Linked DNA regions of Mus musculus: all the other regions are linked to region 1. The links are chromatin contacts, called in public HiChIP or PLAC-seq and promoter capture Hi-C maps. All regions are on one chromosome and are shown on one strand. Each heading gives the region's core, a stretch centred on a gene start, on an enhancer-like site or on the middle of the called end of the contact. The rest is flanking DNA. Distances are from core to core; before and after follow the strand shown. Region 1 holds the start of Sema4d (sema domain, immunoglobulin domain (Ig), transmembrane domain (TM) and short cytoplasmic domain, (semaphorin) 4D). Region 2 overlaps Secisbp2 (SECIS binding protein 2). Region 3 has its middle 45 kb from the start of Secisbp2.

Region 1 (3,942 bases), core at 955-3,454:
AGGATGCTGTTAAATAAGCCTAGGACTAACCTGTCCCTGCAGCACTGTGGTCCCTATAAGACCAAGACAGTGGTGGACCAACACTCAGAATCGGAAGAGAGGTTGGAGACGCATCCTCTCTGTTTCTTTGGAATGGTCACCATCACAGAACTGGGAGGCAGAACTCAACAAACTTTACCCACTGTTCCCTGGCCAGGGAATTTTCTTCAGGGTAGATCTACCTGTCAGTGCTTGGATCAGAGAGTGGAATAGGTCAAGGTCTCTCACCTGTTTCTCTCATGGAACTCATTAGAGAACTGAGGCCCATGCCAGGAGTGGTGGCGCACGCCTTTAATCCCAGCACTGTGGAGGCAGAGGCAGGCGGATTTCTGAGTTCGAGGCCAGCCTGGTCTACAGAGTGAGTTCCAGGACTGGCAGGGATACACAGAGGAACTCTGTCTCAAAAAAACAAACAAAAACCACCACCACCAACAACAACAAAAAAAGAGAACTGAGGCCCAAGGTCAACTTGGAAGCAAGCCCCCAGCTGAGTTTTGTCAGGTTCTAGATTCAATGCAGGTTATGAGCCCCCCTAGAGCACTGGTCGGCAACCTTCCTGATGCTGTGACCCTGTGATAGTGTTCCTCCTGTTGTGATGGCTCCCCAACCATAAAATTAGTTTTGTTGCTACTTTGTAACTGTAATTTTGCTACTGTTATGAATTATAATGTAAATATCTGTGTTCTCCAATGGTCTTAGGTGACCCCTGTGAACAAGACCTTCGAATTCCCACCCTCAAAGGGTTCTTGACCCACAGGTTGAGAAACACAGCCCTAGAGCAAAGACAACCGACCCTCCTCTGGTTGGTTCTACTGTTTTGACCTCTAGTAGGCCTATTGTGCTCTCTGAGCCAGCACTGACTGGCACACCTAACCTGAAGAAGCTTCCTGGTTCTTTCTAGGACCTTCTATCCTTTAGGAAGGGCTTGCTCAGTTTAACTGCTGTCAGCTGCCTGCCTTCCCAACAGCCTCATCCCTGCTGGAAGCCCCTAAGGGCCTTCTGGAATTCAGGAAGCCACCAGTCTGCCTAGAGACTGGTCTTGATCTATTTCTTGGTTCTTCCGGCAGGTTCATTAAGGAACTGGGTTTCCTTTTAGGGAGGGACTGTGTCTCTGGGCAGCACTTCCCACCTGGCCAGTTACTGTGTGAACTGAGGGTCACTTCTCCCTTCAAGGGCAGAAAAGGACATGCCCTGTGGCTGCAGTGTGTGTGTGTGTCTGTGTGTGTGTACCCATGCAATATGCCATGAGGTCAACCCAGGTGTTGTCCACTTAGTTTTAGGAGACAGGGTCCCTTACTGAAATCTGAGTCTGACTTCGGATTAAGTAAGGCAGGCTGGCTGGCCAGTGAACTCCATCCAGGGTTCCACCAATAGTCTCTGCCTCAACACTGGGATTACAACAAAGCACCACTGTCTGGGTTTTTTTTTAATCATAGGTTCTGGAGCACCAACCTCAGAAAGCATGTTAAGGACCTGGCTATGTCTACCCTTTGTACCAACCAACTTCGGAAGGCCCAGAATTAGTTAGAAATGTATCTCATCGGGAGCTGCATACAGGAAGCCTTGGTCCATGGGAAGAACCACCCACACCTTGCATTGAGAACCCCAAAGGGTCTATCCTAGATCATAAAGGTAAGAGCCCAGCATCTCTGGGGTCAACGCTGGTGACCCCAGAGCATGGGGCACAGGAGACTTTGGGGACCTGGACGAGCAGGCTGGATCATTAGGAGGCTGAAAGGATCAAAAGGCTCCTTTTGCTGGTAATCTCCTCTGTTTTCAAGAGACCAGACTTGGGTAGGAAAGAGCCCCTGGGGTCTGGACCATGGGGCTTTGGGGGATGGGGGACGGGGGGGGGGGGACACGGGGGAAGAGGACGAGGGAGTTGGATGAAAAGAGGAAGAGGTGGTGGAAGGTAAATGGGGAAGGAAAGGAAGGGAGGGAGAAAGGAAACAAGAGGGGAGCAGGAGAAAAAGACTGGGGTAGGTGAAGACAGGGGCGGGGCGCGGGAGGGCAAGGAAGAAGGGAGAGAGGTTGGGGTGAGAGGAGGGACTAGGAGGAAGGGGGAGGGGCGAAGGGAGGGAAGAGACGGGAGGGGGAGGGGAGGAGGCGGGAAGGGAGGGAGAGGGGGTGGGGCCTGCACGCTAGCCCCGCGCCCTCCTTCCCCACGCCGGCCTCCGCTCCCTCTCGCGCCGCAGCATCTCCGCGCGTCTCCCGGCCTCCCCGACTCAAGCTCCTGGCGCCGTTCGCCTCTGTCGTCGCTGCCACCAACGCCGCCGCCATTCTTGGCGCGGAGCTGGCCTGGCCAGCCCCCGCCGAGAGCCTCCGCGGGTCGGACGCGCGCTCCAGGTAAGCGACTGGGCCGGCGCGGGAGGAGCGCGCGCGGGGTTGGGCAGGTGCGCGGAGCGCGGCGAGCCCCCGCGGTAAACCTAGGAACCCTGTTGGAGCCTCTCCTGCGACCCCCTCGGGGCTCCCAGGATCCCTCTCCGAGCTTCTTCCCCAGGTTCTCCCACACCGCTAGGACCTAGTCTGCATTCCCACCTGGATGCCCCCGGACTCCCTCTGCGTTCGCATCAGGATCCTTTGGGTCCCCTCTGAGTCCCATCCGGATTCCTCACCCCCCTCTACATTTCCACCGCGTTTTCCAGACCCTCTCTGCAGTTCCACCCCAGCCCGGATCTCTCTCCGGCGTCCCTTCCCTAGCTCCCGCCAGGCCCTGGCAGGCAGGTGGCTGGAGCAGGGACACGGGACAGGCAGCGGATGCGACTTGACCAGCCAGGCCCTGCACGCTGGGACCCCCGGGTGCTGACTCCTTGATCGGTGCCTCCCAGGTCAGGCCCGGTGCCCGTAGCCGGGCTCCCAGCCCCGGCCTAACCAGCTTCTATTTCGGTCTCCCAGGCCTTGGCTCGGGTGCACCGGATGTGGCGCGGTGCACTCAGACAGGTGCGGCCGCGGTGAGGTTGCCACCGCCGGGCAGTGGGCACTGCAAGGCGGTGGCTTCCTGGAAGATTCGGGCTGCGTTATTCTAGAACCGCCCGGAACCACCACCAGCTTTAGCTCGAGCTGCACCTGTTGCTGGCGCCCGATGATTTGCAGGGGGCTGGTTCTGTTGGGGCTCAGCCAGTTATGGCTTGGGGAAAAAAATCAGCCAAAAAACAAAACAGCGCTGAGCACGTAGCTGCCCTCTATATGTTTTCTGTTTAGTCTCTCTGTGGGTGAATGTGGAGTTTTGGCTTTCAATGAAGCATGTGGTGAAGGCCTGCCCCTACATACTGGGTCATTTGCCACATGAACTTGTCCTGCTTTTGTTTTGAAAACCCTCACTGTGTGGAGCACAGCCCAGGCCCGTGGGTGGCCCAACCTCTCACTGGACTGGGGGCCTGTAGCCAGCCATCTGACCCAGCTGTGGGTCTACCAGGCGCTACCAAACGGAAGTTTCCTTCCCAGGAGGGTGAAGTGACACCAGCGGTCTGTCACTTCATATGTGCCCCTGGCGTCTGACTTGTCTCTTGTCTGCCCAGGCAGGCAGGGTTATTTGGGAATGTTTACAGTGTCCCAGAAGCAGGCAGTCTTGGGCAGAGGTGGGGGTAGATCCCGGTAGCGACTATAATGGCCTGATTGTCATTTTGACCGTTGCTGTCTGTGTGCATCACGTCAGAGCGATCATCTGTTGAGAAGCGGAATGGATAGAATAGTGAGCAGGGATGTTGGTGTGGGCAAAGCTTGTCTTTCCTGACCATAAGACTCAGTTAGGTCTGGCTGGTCCACACAGCAAGTAAACCAAAGAAACAGACACACGTTGCCTATACCAGTTGTGGCATTGCCGTTCTTGCACGATGGATGTGCGACCTGGAGCCAGGGCAAGAGTCAGAGGCTGCCTTCCTGTGATGGGCTTGTTTAAGTCTG
Region 2 (3,942 bases), core at 1,067-3,566, 120 kb after region 1:
GCAGTGATGGTAGAGCACTTGGAGACATGGGGGGCTGGGGGGGGGGGGTCTGCAACAGCACGCATGCTCTAGAAGTACTCATGTTTTCCTAGAGGCACCAACCACACTGTCTCCTAGCTACCCAGCTGGCCTTCCACACTGGGCATGCTTACGCAGCCAAATACTATAGAATGCTGAAAACAGAGAACTGCTCCACAGGCCCCAAAAGGAGGCGGAGTCAGTGTGGCACACACCACAGTGGCACTTCGACAAGGCCACAGTCCTATGGTTGGTACCATGCTGGGGCAGTCCCCCTGCGGGAGGGTCACTGAGCTGTTTGCTCATGCTGAAGTCCTTCAGCTACATACATTTGCACTATGCACATTCTCTGAACACGCAACTCCATAGAAAGTCTTCTGAAAAACCCGTACACATTAATTTTCATGACACACTTGGTAAATAGCCTTATGGTTGGAAATCCCACCATCCACCCCAACACCAAACCTCGGGAAGGGGCTCGCTCCTGTGTCCTATAAGGCTAGACTGTGGAAACCACATCCTCCAGGCGCCATGCTGACTTGCATTTTACCACAAGGTCCATGTGGGGTTGGCGGAGTTCCCACAGTTTCTACCACAGCTCACCATTCTCACAGTAGTTCTCACCTGAAAGATTATTTCAGGCGCGTGCAAGCGTGCGCGCACGCACACACATACACATACACACTCACTCAGAGGACTGGTACCTGTGGGGTTGTCCTGACTGGGGGTTTGGTTACTGGCGCCACTCTCCACATCCTGTGAGTCATCACTGGCCACCGTCAGGCTCACAGCACTTTCTTGGAGTCGCTGCTGCATCCTCTCTTGCCGTTCTTTCAAAATTATCTAAAAAAAACCAAACGGAACCAAAACATCAAACCAGAACAGAACAAAACAAAACAAATACCCTACATACTTGCACCTAAAAGATAAGCTCTTCTGCCTGAGAAATGCCTAAGTTCAGTCATGCCTCTGGGTGGCTTGCTCCACACCACATATAACATGAGCATCACACAGTTCTCTCTGGAAACACAAGACTCAGAGGCCAAATGTGTGGAACAAGAGTCACTCACCACAGACATTTAAACAAACACAGAGCACACACCCACACCATAGGGCCAACTGGTGAACAGGAGGTATGCAGAGAAACTTTCAGTCACTGGCAGAGTGCCAGGAAGCAGCATCGTATGTGAAGGTTAATGCAAGTGCCCCACGCTGGGTGTGTGTCTGTCCTGCCCCCAGGAACAGGAAGGCTCTGTCTTGGCCTCACGCCCACTGTCTTGGTATGAGGAGAAGGACCATTCACCAGGAACCCCTGACAATTGGTGCAGCGTTGGTCTGCAATGTGATCCTTAACAGTCAAAGGTGTGGGCTTGGGCTCTAGCTCAGTGGTGGAATGCTTCCTACATAAGAAATGCCCTTCGCTTCGTTCCCCAGAACAACTGAAAAGACTGAAGGGCTGAGAGTGGCAGGCAAATAGGCAGAGTGCATCAGTCTTCCAGTGTCTTGCTTCCATGGAAAATGTCCACATACCTTCTTCAGTGAGGTGGGCTTCTTGGCCTTAGGTATCTCCCTCTGCTTCCCCTTCTTCATCAGGGGGGCACTGGAGTCCAGGGGGTTGTGTGGGGTCTTCATCTGACTGGAGCGGCGTCCCCTCTCACTGGAGGAGGCATCCTTGGACAGGACTGGCACTGCTCCAACTGCAACACAGGGGGTGCCACTCGGTCCCTCAGCTCAGGCCGAGGGTCTGGAGGGGTCTCCCATGCACTCTCTGATCCACAACCTTACTGACCTTTGTCAAACCACCTTCTCATAGGCATGGATTCCAAATGGTATTTAATCTCTGCTTGCAAATACTTTGGGAAGGTCTGTCCTCTGGCCACAGTCAAACAGACTGTGTCGTCGTACAGCCTAAAACTTCAAGGACCACACTGCTTGATTTGGGCTATTTTGAGGTGGTTGGTCTTGTGTTTACTACCAGTGGCTCCTGGGAACTGTTTATCACGACACACTCAGTTGGTACTGCCTCTGCACAAGTTGATTACTGCTTTCTTAGTAATATTGTTTGTCTACTTATATTACATGGCTCTTACAAAATTCAAGTCCTGCTTCTAGTTGATTCTTGAGTTTTTCTGGACAAAATCATTCTCTGAATCCCGCTATGGGCAGTTGATTCCTCCAATTAGTAACTGTAGTAAGTACTGAACACCGGAGTTGAACTTTCCCACTCTACCCCACTTCCTACCACAGCGCTGTTTCACGGCAATCGCTGGTCCCTCTGTGCTCTACCCCTTCATGTTTAAAGCCTTTGAACACGGCTCTCTCATAGGTTGAACATTCTTCTCCTCACCATTCTCTTTTCCTGCCCCTCCCTGCTCCTGTCAGTTCCCTTGATTACCACAGATGATTATATGATTTCTAAAATACCAAAGAAAAAGGAATGATAACCAACAAACCCCGCATGTGCCCACTACCTTGTTCCAAGAACTCTTAGAATTTGTCTAAGCATGTCTTGGCCACTCCCTTATGGAGTGTCATGTTAAAATAACTAGTGTTTTGTCCGTCCGACCTCACTCATGCAATCCCTGAGTCACTTACACAACTTGTCCACAGGCGACACTACTTCTAGGCTGCTCCTCATTCTACAACACAGCAGCTTGCATCTACAGAGCCTTACTCTCATACACTGTTAGGAGCAGACATGTGGCTAGACCTGCTTGCTTGTCTGGCACCTAATGGCACCACTGAATCCATCCCCTCATCTGGACCTCTAAATTGTACAGTTGAAAAAGTTGAACTTATATAAACTTCACAGCAACAAACCAAAGGGGCCGGAAGCTTAGTACATCATTTGAATGCTTGCTCTGTAGTCACGAGGATCCTAGCACCCGTGTACCAAGCCAGGCACCGTGTGCACACCTGTAATCACAGCTCTACGGGATCAGAGAGGAGATGACTGAGGCTTGGCCATTTCTAGTCTAGCTGAGAAGGAAAGAGCCCCAGGTTCTGGGAGAAACCCTGATTCAAAAGGAGTGCACAGGACAGAGTGATGGAGACTATCCAACCTCCTCTTCTGGCCGCCATGAGTACACGTGTGATCTACTTGCACATCCACAGAGCTGGCACAGGAGAGTCCATTTGCACTGACTATACCCTGTCCAGAGTGGTGTCTGCGGTCGTTTGAATGAGAAAGGCTCCTACAGACTTACATATTTGAATGTTTGGTCCCAGCTAAAGAAAGTTGTTTAGGAAGGATTAGGTGGTGTGGCCTTTCTGAAGAACATGTCACTGGGGTGGGCCCGAGGTTTCAAAAGCCCGCGGCAGATCCAGTGTCGCTCTTTCTGCCTACTGCCCGTGGAACAGGACATAAAGCTCCCAGCCACTGCTCCACACCATGCTATGTCTGTCTCTCCCCCATCCACCCACACAAGGGAGATCCACGCAGGCAGAATACAGCGAGACCCTGAGAAAATAGCACCTTGCATGGAGATTTTCTGTCCTGGAATCTCGACATCATACAAGGGTTAACTGGGCCGGCAAATGGTCAGCCAGTAGGAGCACTTGCCCTTCAGCCTGACAAGATGAGCTCCGCCCTAGACCCCACAGTAGGATAACTGGGGACACCTTTTAGCTTTAAATAAGATGGTTCTTGATTCTTTTTGTTTGGGTTTTCCAAGATAGGGTTTCTCCATATAGCCCTGGCCATTCTGGAACTCGGTTATTAATCCTTATAGATCATATTTAAATATATTTGAGACAAGACTCTCAGCATGTTGTCCTGGCTGGCTGAGACTCCCTCCCGACTCATCTGCGTTTGTTTCCGTCTGTGGGGCGAGTAGCCTCTGCTCTTCTGCACCATGTCACCCAGCAGAAGAGACTGTTCTGTTCTAATGGACCTGGGACAGAGTGGCCTCTGGGGAGCAGTTC
Region 3 (3,942 bases), core at 659-3,158, 97 kb after region 1:
ACCGCCAGCCTGGTGATGGCTGGGTGGGCTTTGGTGGTGTGAACATGCCAGGGCCTCTGCTATCTTTGAGCAGGTGGCAGGTTGGGTCGGAGTTGGCAGACAATCTTATCTGAAGCAGAGGCCATGTGGTTTTGAACTCAACTCCCTGTAACCTTTCTACAAAAAGCAGTGTATGTCTTTGAGGTCTGCTGAGGAGGCCAAAGCAGCTGTCCCAGGTGAGACCCCAGTTGGCTCTCCTAGCCCAATGACATGGGCAGGGCAGGGCTAGGTGGGCAGAGCAAGTTGGGAGCCTTGACCTGCGTTTTTCTCTCTCCTAAAACAGCTGTTTGTATGATTTATGTGAGTGGCTTGGGGCTAGCTGATTAAAGGCCTAGTGCGCTGTTTTTAGAACACAAGACTTAAAGAGAGGGTGAACAGGGACTCTTCAGTCCCTTGGCATGTGTCCTGGTGTCCGCTCTGGCTCTGCTGGTGACTCTGAGCTATCTTGGGGGAGCCTCACCCCTCTAGAGGGTTGATTAGAGGTCAGATAGACAGCAAGGCTTGTACTCAGGACTATTCTGCCCACTCCTGCTTCCACCCAGGACCTCCATGTCCTCTGGATTGGATGAGTGTTTTCCCAGTGTATGAGGCAATTCAGACGCCCTGTTCTGCATACCCAAGTGAGATGACCAGGGAAGACATGAAAGCTGCCCCAAGCATGGCTGTGGGGAAGGTCAGGCTGCCTACAGCCTAGAGCTTGCAGGAACTCCCGTTTAGTTCCAGGAAAGGCAGCAGGATCCGGCACTGACTTTTCCTCCAGTCTTTGTGCCCGGGTCTGCAGCCCAGCACTGAGGTCCGGCCATACCCAGCCAGGTGGGTGGAGGGCTGGAGCCGCTGCACTGTCTGACCTTACACTGCAGTTGCTTCCCCGTGTGCTGATATCACTGGGAGGTGCATGTTTATTCTGTCCTGCTGCCAGCTGCCAAAGGTTGGCATATGTACAGCACATGCCATGCCAACACACACCACACTGTGACATACACTACACCACACCACACATACCACATATACCAGGCACCACACATAACTCCCACCACATACTCTCCACACATAGCCCCCAACACCACACATATAATTACCCACTGCACACACAACACATTTATCCCACATTTCACATAACCCCCAGTACCACATGCCACACGTACCACATCTTACATGCCACACACCATGCACCACATATCACACCATACATGCTTCCTTTGTGTACCACATATATAACATCACACATACCACATACACACTCCATACCATATATCATGCTACACATACATGTACACACTACGTACTCAGTCCATAAACACTGCACACATCACACAAACCCCATGTGTAGCACACAGCCACACCACCACCACATCTCACCTATACCAAATACCTACATCACAAGTCACCCACACTACAAATTGCCCACACCGTAAAAGTACCACCCAATGCCATGTGCGCACAAACCCTACAAACTTAAGACACTTACCTCAGGTGCTTTACGAACAGCATAAGCAAATTGCTTTTACCAAGCGGGGTTCCTAAGCAAGCACCTGTACATTTTTGGGTCCCCTCATTTAGTCCCTGTTTGGGGTATGGATTCGGGGGGCCCTAAGAGAGCTGAGGAATTGGGGTAGTGGGGACAATGAAAGCTGCTTCCTTTCCGGGCCTCCTGGGTTCTGGGCAGCTTCAGGATCTGGGCTCAAAGAAACTTTTGGGGCTCCTTTCTCCTAATGGGGGCCTCTGTGGTGGCCAGGTGGGTGGGGCTGGGAAAAGGGAGTCCCTGGTACCTCCCTTTCTCAAGGAGGGCAGGGGCACACCAGAAAGTGGTTTCCCATATCCATGACCTTTAAGAGTGTCCTCAACCATTGGGGCACTTCCTCATTCTGGTTCTTCAGGGGGTGGGTGTGTTAAAGATCACATGACCCTTATAGTGAGATGCAGAACTGGGTGGGGTGTGCCTAGGGTTCCTGCTGCTCCAATTTAGGAATCCATCATAAATGCAGACAATGATGTCTTGAGAGCATCAGCCTCATCCTTGAGCAGTATCTTTAGTCCCCCCAGAGTCCAGAGCCCAGCTCCCTCATTCCCAGGGCCTGTTTCAGTTCACAGTCCTAAGAAGCCACTGATGGCTACATCGTCATCTCTCAAGACTTCCAGGTGCAGTCCCGATTACCTGCATGATGAGGTGCCTGGGGGCAGAGACAGAGAAAGGGCCTCAAGCTTAGCCTCCCCTCACAGGTAACAGACATGCTTGTACTTGGTCTAAATTCCAGGCTGGCCAGGGCCAAATAAGATGCCATCTGAACTAGCAGCTGTCTGGACTAATGGCATGTGACTGATGGGGGAACTCATGAAATCTGAGGCTACGGTATGAGAGAAGTTTCTAGAAGTTGAGGGAAGCTTTGAAAGAGCCCTTGTGGCCAGAGTGCAGACTTGTGGGGACTGTGCAGCCCATGGGGATAGGTGGGTCAGAATCCTTCCCAGGAGGCTTAGTAGTCACTAACTTGATGTCAGGAAGAGCCCAGCCCGTGTGCATGACTAAATACCTGACAAAAGCGAGTCAAGGGGAGGTTTTAATTATGGTTCACAGTCTGAGTCTATGAGGAATGCAGCAGGGGCATGCACCTATAGTCAGGAAGCAGTGTTGCTCAGTTTGTGTTTCAACATCCCCTCCTCTGGGGGCATCACTGTGTAGCCTTGGCTGGCCTGGAATTTTCTAGACTACCACGTCTTCCAGTTCCCAGAAATCCTCCTGACTCTGCTTCCTGAATGCTAGGATTAACGGTGTGTGCCAGCCACCATGGCCAACCTCACAGGCATGCCTAGAGGCACATCTCCTAGGTGATTTTAGAGTGTCTTGAGCTGACAATATCTACCATCACATGAAGGTATTTGAGGCAGGTGGCACAAGACAGAAACAACTGTTAGCTTCAGTGAACCCCTAGCTAGGACATGGGTGAAAGAACTCTGGGAAACCTGTGGATGGGACGTGCCTGGGCAACTGTGATGCATAGGTCCAGTTCTGGGTCCGCCACCCAGTGCCAGATGGCACAGTACTGAGGGGGTGGCACCGTCCACTGCTTTTAATGCTCCTTCTCCCTCTCTTTGATTTCTGCACTCAGAAGGAATTGGATAGTTAAAGAACCAACAGAGAGTAAGTACCTCTTCACCTCTCTCATGTTTTACAGTGATGCCACATTTAAGTTTACAGGTGCTGTGGTGTGGGGTTTGTGGCCAATGTGACCTACATGTTTTCACCCCCCACCACAAACTTGATCTACAAACAAACAACAAAAGCCCGGAGTTAGTGTTTCATGTTCATTCCTTGGTTGTAATACCTCAAGAGTTAGTTGTTCCAGTTGGATTGTAGATTGATACCCAACTGCAGAGGAATGGCTAAAACAATATGGTTCCATGAAAGGCACTGAGTTGCAAAGGAAATGCTTGGCCCTAAGATCTACAGGTAACACCCAAGATCCTACCAGCTCTGAATCCAAATCCACAAAGCTGCTCCTGTCCTGGATCTACACAGGCTCTGTTGTGTCATTGTTCCTTAAACTGTTTCACAGCTGTTTAAGTAGTGTCGGCATAGTATTAAGTACTGTAAGAAATGTAGAAATGATTCCAAGTCTCCAGGAGGAGGTACATGTAGGTTTTCTGCAAACATGTCATTTGATGTCCTCAGGGATCCCCTGCAGATACTAAGGGATGACTCCAGTTGTGCTCCCCAGTTGATGGACATCTGTATACAGATGTGTGTGCGTGCATGTGGATGCGTTCATATACACCTAAATACATGGAGTTGTCGGCGGCTAGAATTGAAAACACTTGAGTAGAAAGCAAATTTAAGTCCGCAGGGCTTGTCCACTAGTCTGCAGCCAGGTGGGTAGGCACAGGTGCTTCCGGAACACGAGACTGGCA

Evidence for each region. Promoter capture Hi-C pulls out the DNA fragments that hold promoters and counts their contacts. HiChIP or PLAC-seq counts read pairs in DNA pulled down with a chosen protein or histone mark.
Region 2: an H3K27ac HiChIP or PLAC-seq map of T-cell acute lymphoblastic leukemia shows a contact between it and region 1, with 2.4 times the contacts expected there. The contact joins the enhancer-like site here to the promoter of Sema4d in region 1. A contact is called at or near these places in 8 of 39 promoter capture datasets (the C10 cell line, the HPC-7 cell line, HPC-7-derived erythroid cells and 6 more), 1 of 15 datasets of contacts at CTCF or cohesin (large pre-B cells), 3 of 484 Hi-C or Micro-C datasets (bone marrow-derived macrophages, colorectal tumor organoids and nephron progenitors), 19 of 115 datasets of contacts at active chromatin or transcription factors (the 230-238 cell line, CD8 T cells, the HPC-7 cell line and 12 more) and 4 of 9 other capture datasets (adipose tissue, embryonic stem cells, liver and 1 more).
Region 3: a contact with region 1 is called in a promoter capture Hi-C map of the HPC-7 cell line. The contact joins the enhancer-like site here to the promoter of Sema4d in region 1. A contact is called at or near these places in 9 of 39 promoter capture datasets (the C10 cell line, the HPC-7 cell line, embryonic stem cells and 4 more), 1 of 15 datasets of contacts at CTCF or cohesin (CD8 T cells), 7 of 484 Hi-C or Micro-C datasets (ECoMG-derived neutrophils, bone marrow-derived macrophages, cerebral cortex and 4 more), 17 of 115 datasets of contacts at active chromatin or transcription factors (the 230-238 cell line, the HPC-7 cell line, the SCID.adh cell line and 10 more) and 4 of 9 other capture datasets (adipose tissue, embryonic stem cells, liver and 1 more).

What each region holds. Positions count from the first base shown.
Region 1 is chr13:51,791,940-51,795,881 of GRCm38.p6, reverse strand. Sema4d (sema domain, immunoglobulin domain (Ig), transmembrane domain (TM) and short cytoplasmic domain, (semaphorin) 4D) reads left to right here and starts at 2,204. Exons shown (of 16, transcript NM_013660.5): 1 at 2,204-2,385.
Region 2 is chr13:51,674,060-51,678,001 of GRCm38.p6, reverse strand. Secisbp2 (SECIS binding protein 2) reads right to left here. Exons shown (of 17, transcript NM_029279.2): 11 at 1,549-1,715; 12 at 723-861. Among named protein-coding and RNA genes, the nearest start is that of Secisbp2, 24 kb to the right of the region's middle. Within about 2 kb of position 2,316, at least 26 of the 459 cell types and tissues checked have an H3K27ac peak or open chromatin away from gene starts, as enhancers often do. A contact at or near this core is called in CD8 T cells and T-cell acute lymphoblastic leukemia, where this site is marked.
Region 3 is chr13:51,694,652-51,698,593 of GRCm38.p6, reverse strand. It overlaps a transcript of Sema4d not described here. Among named protein-coding and RNA genes, the nearest start is that of Secisbp2, 45 kb to the right of the region's middle. Within about 2 kb of position 1,908, at least 17 of the 459 cell types and tissues checked have an H3K27ac peak or open chromatin away from gene starts, as enhancers often do. A contact at or near this core is called in the HPC-7 cell line, where this site is marked.